Regions from separate parts of the Mus musculus genome. Here region 1 is linked to region 2. A link is a contact called in public ChIA-PET data. All regions are on one chromosome and are shown on one strand. The core of a region is the stretch at or near the end of the contact, and the rest is flanking DNA. Distances in the headings are between cores, read along the strand shown.

What was found. ChIA-PET counts read pairs in DNA pulled down with a chosen protein or histone mark.
Region 1: a contact with region 2 is called in an RNA polymerase II ChIA-PET map of effector CD8 T cells, with 82 read pairs. The contact joins the enhancer-like site here to the promoter of Slc30a9 in region 2. A contact is called at or near these places in 5 of 39 promoter capture datasets (the C10 cell line, the HPC-7 cell line, embryonic stem cells and 1 more), 6 of 484 Hi-C or Micro-C datasets (cortical neurons, erythroblasts, granulocyte-monocyte progenitors and 3 more), 4 of 115 datasets of contacts at active chromatin or transcription factors (CD8 T cells, the HPC-7 cell line, effector CD8 T cells and 1 more) and 1 of 9 other capture datasets (adipose tissue).

Annotation. Positions count from the first base shown.
Region 1 is chr5:67,393,782-67,397,649 of GRCm38.p6, forward strand. It overlaps Bend4 (BEN domain containing 4), which reads right to left. Exons shown (of 5, transcript NM_001164806.1): 5 at 1-3,868. Among named protein-coding and RNA genes, the nearest start is that of Gm33345, 9.8 kb to the right of the region's middle. Within about 2 kb of position 1,815, at least 106 of the 459 cell types and tissues checked have an H3K27ac peak or open chromatin away from gene starts, as enhancers often do. A contact at or near this core is called in CD8 T cells, the HPC-7 cell line, effector CD8 T cells and 3 more, where this site is marked.
Region 2 is chr5:67,305,452-67,308,993 of GRCm38.p6, forward strand. Slc30a9 (solute carrier family 30 (zinc transporter), member 9) reads left to right here and starts at 1,504. Exons shown (of 18, transcript NM_178651.4): 1 at 1,504-1,746. The coding sequence starts at 1,644. RefSeq lists a cis regulatory region at 1,152-1,875.

The DNA.
Region 1 (3,868 bases), core at 565-3,064, 89 kb after region 2:
GTGTGGGGAATGCAAGTGGCCTCTAATTCGATGGCGTATTCCTTTTGCCCTCCACATTGCCAATGTTAGTTCTTCCTTCTCCATTTTGTGTGCACGCGCGCGCGCACACACACACACACACACACACACACACACACACACACACACAAACACAAACACACACAGAAGCCCCTGGCTGATAATGCGAGTAGCTTTGCCATCAGTTAAGTGACATTTCCCTCCAATGTTTCAAGTGGTTATTTTTATCCAGTACTTATATGACTGAAAGGAGCCATCACTGTGTTTACAGAAATACATCATAATGACACACACTGCTGTTGCGACACATTTGCATTAGAGCTGTGACTCAAGCATCCCTTTTGACGTGTTTGCCAAGCAGCTTTGGCAAGTGTTGCCACATTAAGCACACAGCAGGAAGACTCACACGGTATGTGCAAACCCACTTTCCATTACATTTCTACAAACCCACATGTGAAAGCTGTCACAGACTAACACAGACCTGTACTGCGAGATGATACCGCACTGAGGAAATTATACACTTCAAATTCTAAGTCACCAAAAATGACCTTCAAACTACAAAAAAAAAAAAAAAAAAAAAAAAAGTCAACTGATCTATAGAGAAACTAAGGAGGTAGCCAGTGGGTATCAGGGCTAGTCTAGAGCACATACATGGTTGACTCCCTGTACCGCAAAACACAGAACTCAAATGAGGGTCATGTTTGCGTTCTGGACATAATTCACACCTTCCCAGGAGTTTTGTCCACTTTCTCAGTTGCAGAAGAGGCACAAGTCATTAAATGGCAGGGATACGCAGAAACCACACACCTGCAGATTCCTAAGTTTAGGAGTTATTGTTTAGATTTTGTGTTGACAGCAAATCATTCAAGAATCATTACTGGACTGAGAGAAAACCACAATCCAATTGTGCCAGTGCCGACCACCTGATGCCATGCATCCAGCTGCACCAAGTAAGACTGCAGTAACCTGTCTCCTTGTCATCCTGACGAAGGCATGGCCTCGGTGCAGATCACTGAAGGGTAAGGGGCAGTCTACAGGAACAGCCCACTAGCGACTGGCAGAGGCACGCGCTTCCCTCACCACCTGACCAAGAGATCAGCATGCTTTTACTCCTCCACTCTCTACCATAGGGAAGCCTTAGGAAACACATGGTGACAGTCCCCTAAATGCTGTGACCGACGAGGAACAGGGCTAAGGACTTGTAGAAACAGCTACACTTTTCTTGATACCACGAGAGGCTCAACACCCACAAATGGGCTGATGAGAAATGGGGCCTTATCAAATGTAAAACTCTGCTCCCCTCCACAGGTCCCTGGTCTCAGTCCCCTGACAGCTCATTCCAGGGCCATCATTCTCTTGGCAAGATCTGTGCCTGAGGTTAAACACTTGTGAGAAGCAGGCATTTTAATTTCGAAAATGAAGGATACACCAGGAAAGCACCACTGTGAACTATCGAGCCTTGGACACTGGGACTCCGGACCTACCCAATCACTGACGAAAACGCCACATTCAGTTACACCAGCCCGGCAACCACATTTTCCTCACCAATGACAGGGCACAGCTGCATCCTGAGATATTTTTAACTCAAGTCTACTTCCAACCAACGCTGAACGGCTCAGGGTAATTCTAAAAGTTGACAGAGGACTAGGTTTTGCATCACGAAAACAATGTGTCTGACTGCCAGAATGACGTGGAAAAGCAAACCAAGTCAATTTGACAACATCTTCAGACCTCTAGACAACAAACTCAAGGCATGTGGGGAAATCAGGGTAGTCAGCTTTAACAGGGAGTTCTGCCAGAAGCGGCACCTTTTGCAGGCTGACTTAATAGTCAGGGGACCACACAGGAAACCACTATGACTTGAGTAGCACCCCAGCCTTAAATGGATGCCCACACAGGGAAAGAGCCAGCAGAAGGCTGAAACAATCCTAAGTGTTTGACTGCTGGTATCAGGTGGTAAACTAAGCTGAAGAAAACAGCAATCACATAAGCAGGCAGAAAAAAGGGACACTTGACTAGGCTAATTCTAGGCCCTCATGTAATTACATGTGAGAACTGCTACGGCGGAGGTCAGCATTGTAGTCCTTAGTTTCCACATATGCACAACAGCTAGGTTCCCGACACTGGAGATTTCCTAGGCCAGACTTCCCAGACCTTGGATCACACACAAGAAACACCCCTTTCAACATCATATTGAACGAATGCTCCAGATGTAATTGACAACAGCTCATCAGTAGTCCACTGCACTTCTTATTATTATCATCCAGACCTTGCAATACAGTACAGGAAGCAGCGGGTGCCCTCTGCACATCTGAAGCAAGTGGCAAGAACCCTTGGTGTAGGTGTACCCACAAATGATTTAGATACCCCCTTCCTTAAAGCTACATTTGATAGTGAAGGTGATACAGGCTCTTAGTCAACTAAAGCTAATGTCCGCCTATGCAGAGATGACAATTAGAAGCTGCATTGACAAAGGCTTGTCCCAGGGCATGATGCTACCCAGAGTTGGTGTTGAGATCAGAGCCTTTAAAGAGGTGGAGGAGGAACTCAGGCCTCTCCATGGGGACTGTCTGATTCCTTATGCTAAGGCTCTAAGGCCCTGAGGCTAGCTCCTGCTAACTTCCCAAACTTAATGTAAAAGTTGCAAACTCGTGGAAGAGAAAACTCGATGGATCATTTAAAGACTACAAGACAACCAAGGGAAGCTTGTCCAAGCTTACTGACTAAATAAACCACCAAAGAGAGGAACGGGACTCAGCAGAGCAGATAAACAGCAGTATGAGAAGTCTTCGGTGCTACAGATGAGGATTTTAACAAGATGATAGTGAGTGCCCCAGACCAGCAAGAAGCTATCAACATTAATGCTATCCTGGATGTTATCCGGAGACAGTTTTTATAGTTAGGAAAAAACAAACAAACAAACAAACAACCCTTTCTCTTGGACAGCCAAAGACACTGGTCTTGGGTCCACTGTAAATGACAGCTCATTTACCCATTTAATTTCTTTTACTTCTAAACTGTTCAGCTGATTTGTTCAATATTTGCTAAATATTGAATCTAAAGGATGCGTGATTATTCTGACAAAACTGGCCTCCCCAAAAGTCCTTTCTAAACGGATACTCACAGTCTGAATTTCTACCCCATTTTCAAAGCTCTTTGCTGTGTTTGTAGATGACACTCATAATTTTCACAAACGCTGCCCATTTAGCTTTTGGTTCCACAAAGAACATAGTAATCTTGATTTGTTTAATAAAGCCAGTGTTCTCCGCAGGTCCAAAGCGTAATCTCCATCAGTAACAATTATAGCACCTCTGTAGCCTTTACTAGGAAGTGGTTCCCAGGGCATCACTAACCTCACATACGGATTCCACAAATTAAGCAGGGAAGCAGAAGGGTAACTCAGAGCTTAGACCGAGGAGGATGTGCACAGCTGGATGGGGCGTTTTCATCCATGACAATGGGAAACAGAAGTTTTATATATGCTAAACCTTCACTCAGCCCAGCAAAGGCCTCAAATTTCAGAGAAATCACCCACCAGCCATTGCATAGTTGTCAGAACGGCCTTGACGCTCCACGTCTACAATACCAGACCCCTGATCAACAGCAGATGCCGTCGTTCATGCCCTGCGTTTGATCTTACTCAACAGCCAGCTTGTGGGAGTTCTCGCTGAACCCACCACCCCGGCACTGTGTCAACGAAGTATGACTTAAGGCTACGGAAGCTGTGCGTTAGGAACTTATGAAACGAGGCATTGGAAAATGGTTTTCAATCTTTGGATGTTTCCTAAAGATATAAAGAGAATCTCCTGCTTGTCAACCACAGCGAGGAGGTTGCCCTTCTGATGGACAC
Region 2 (3,542 bases), core at 254-2,753:
ACAAAACCCAAAAAACAAGGTACAGAAGTTTAAAGGGCAAGGAAGGCTCACGAGGCAAAGTATATCAGCTGATGGGTCCTGAGTAAGGTAAGGAAAGTGTCGGGATGCATGGTGAACAGGGGAATTTCAGGACATCGAGATAACAGAGCATGAGTGTTATAACTTTTTAGCTTATTAGAAGCATTCTTCACTGTCAGCCACAAAAACCACAGTGAGCTCATATGTAGGTGCAGGAAGGGCTGTCCGGTGGTCAGCTCTAACTCAAGCCGTTTTACACAGAACAGTTCGTGTTGACCTTTGATTTGATGGAATTTCTTAAGATTAGCAAACCTCATACATAACATTCAGAACATACAGGACAAAACCATGGTTATGTGGTCAGCATGTTCTTGAGCCAAGTCACTTCTTGGTCAGTGAGTGGCAGGCATGTTAGAGTAGTAATATAACTGGCAAGCATGGAACAAAATGGCTACAGTTATGGGGGAAGGGGTGTCAGACCATAATATATTTATCCAAATAGCTGCAATAGCCTTTTACTAGAGACCACAACCTTGTTAGCCATGGGCTTTTGACCTGCTTAACCTTACCAGAGGTGGATTCCCTCCTGTGAAGGGAGCCTCAAGTCCACTCAAAGTGGTGGGTTTCCTCCCCATTTACTGATTTGCACTCATTTTCTTTATTTTTTTATTAGATATTTTCTTTATATACATTTCAAATGATATCCCGAAAGTTCCCTATACCTTCCCTCGGCCCTGTGCACTCATTTTCCATTTAAAATTTTATTTTACAGTACTTTCACTAAGCGATTTAAATTAATCTTTAAAACAACTGGACATGCATCCCATTCTATTTATCTGGCCAGACAGGTATTGACTTAGCCCCTGGAATATAGTAGTATACGTATACTGCACAGGATCCAGTGTCCATATAGCTATTCTCTATTCCGGGGGGACAATAATTTCAGTAGTGGTATTTTGAAGAAAAGTGTACAGGGTAACTATTTAAAAATGAGAACCACGTTAATTATAATTAGGGTGGTGAAAGAAGGCTTAAGCTAAGAACTGAATGAACCTGACATGGTAATGGTTAAAACAGGCGAATGTGTTCAGGTTTCTTTCTCTCTGGGACCAGGCTGTTTGAAAAACTGCTCCATCTTCGCGTACACATAGTACCGCGACTTCAAATTTTATGCACGCCTCTAATTTTGTTATACTACGACCGAGAAGCGGAGGTTGAGTGATCAGCAAGGTGACCACGGTGTTGGACAGAGCGGTGCCGAGGGTTCAAAAGGAAAGGGGACAGAGGCTTAAACCCTGCCTTCTCCTCCTGCTTCCCACGCCCCGGCGGCGCTTCGTAAGACTGTCTCCCGGGACACGACACGGACTCACAAATGCCCAGCACAGTCGGCAGCGCACACCGTCCTGGCCCGGTGCTGGCCAGAAGCACCGCCCACCCCGCCCCCGCTGGCATATTCCGTCACTTCCGCTGTCGCGCCACACCCCCATGACTTCCGGGTCGCCGAGGCCGCCGGCCGCGGCGCACACATCCGTGCTCGCCGGGGTCCGGTCTATGGAGTCAGTTGGCGCGGCAGGCGGCTCGGAGGCAGGAGGTGGTGTCCGAGTGGGGGCCTCTGCCCCGCCAGGATGTTTCCGGGCTTGGCCGCCGCCGCCGCGGCGCACAGGTGCAGCTGGGCGGCGCTGTGCAGGCTCGGTGGCGGCCGGGCAGCGACCCGCGGCCGCAGCCAGGGTGAGTGACGGACCGGTGGAGGCCGCGCCTGGCCTCGGCAGTTGGCCCGCCCGCTTGCCCTTCTCCAACCCAGACAGAGCCTGCCGGTCTCGCAAGGTCCTCACAGGTGTCCCCGCGAGCCGCGGCTACCGGGGAGCGGCCAACCCGCGTAGGGACACCCTGAGGCGGACCTCCAGACCCGGAGGTCTTAGGGCACATCGCGGTGACCCAGGGTGACCCAAACAGGCCGTGGGAAATGGCGGATTCCACCAGCTTGGAGGGTCCCCTTGGGCCGCCGCCGCAGTTCTGTTGCTGCTTAGGTTGAGTGAGGTACTCCTGCGCTACACTTTTTCTTAGTGCCATCCCGTTTTCTTAAATCTCCCTAAATCAAAGTGGATGTCACATACGGATCTTAAGGTGAGGGCTTCTCACAGTTATCGAATGGGCATAGTCTGGGGGACAGGAAACCCACCGAAGTTTGCGGTTATATCGAACAATCCTTTTGGTGACAAAAGTGTCTCCTGAAACTGTACATAAATAACCCTGGGCGCAGGGTGGGATTGAGAGTTTTCATCTTCGTCAGCATTGCTTTCTCAGTCAGATTCAAGTTATTGGAGAGTTTCTAAAGTAGCATCAAACGTGTAAGTCCTGTTTCTGTTCACCTCCCTTGTTCCCGTAGCTTGACACGGAGGACTGCTAGCAGAGCCCAGGAGAGGACAGGACCAAATCCACCGCTAACCCGAGCCCCTCAGGTTCTTGGGATTTGCAAAGAGTGGTTACAGAAACGTTTCTCAAACATTCACAGTCACCCTTCAAAAACTTGGATCGGAAGGCAAAAGCTGCAGCCATTCAGGTTTTTTGATAAAAGCGGTCACACACTCCTGTGCTGGGCAGATAAAGTAGAATATATTCATACCGTATTAAAAGCTGGTTTCTAAGGTTGCAAAAGAATTGATTGCAATACACTGTTTTAGTTTGTTGTTAATGACAGAATACTGTAGCTAGTTTTCCCATGGTGGCGGTATGCCACTTATGAACAGAATGGGCCCTCTGTTTAAAACTCCAAATAAACTTCAACATATTACACAGAAATATATATACATATAGTGGCTGTTAAATGTTGTCCAAAGTGCCCCTTCAGTGTTGGTGAGGTGAGTTGCAGTAGTGTAATTTGTAATTCTTATTCTGGGTAGCTGTCACTGGGCCTAAAATGCTGGGCTCTTTGTCCCATTCTCTGTAGCTCAGATAGTAATTAGTCTCTTCATTTAGGACTACTTTGCAGAGTTCTTTTAGGATGTTTATTACTACAAAAAATTTAGTGTTTTTAACACTTAACACCTTTTTAAATTTGAAACATCACCTTGGTGGAAGTTTTGTTACGGTATTTGAAAGAGCAATCAAAACTATGGTTAAATTTAAAAATCATTTGGAGAAAGTGTGCTATTTAAGTTGGATGCATATTACAAGAAAAACTATTTGAAGCTTTTTGTCTTGTTTTTGTTTGTTTGTTTATGTTTTGGGGGAGAGGGAGTTGGGGATCCAAAGCCAGATGATTTTCTTTGAGAAGAAATAAAGTTTAGTTTCTTCTTCTAGAATGCTTACCTGTCTAATGAAGTCTTCTCAGGGATAAACAGAGGCGGCCAGGTATGGCAGTCCATGCCTTTAGTTCTAGCAGAGGCAGGAGGATTTCTGAGTTTGAGGCCATCCTGATCCACAGAATGAGTCCCAAGACAGCCAGAGCCACACAGAAAAACTTCATCTCAAAAAACCAAAATGACACTAAAGAGTAAACAGGAGGAACCCATTGACTGATACAA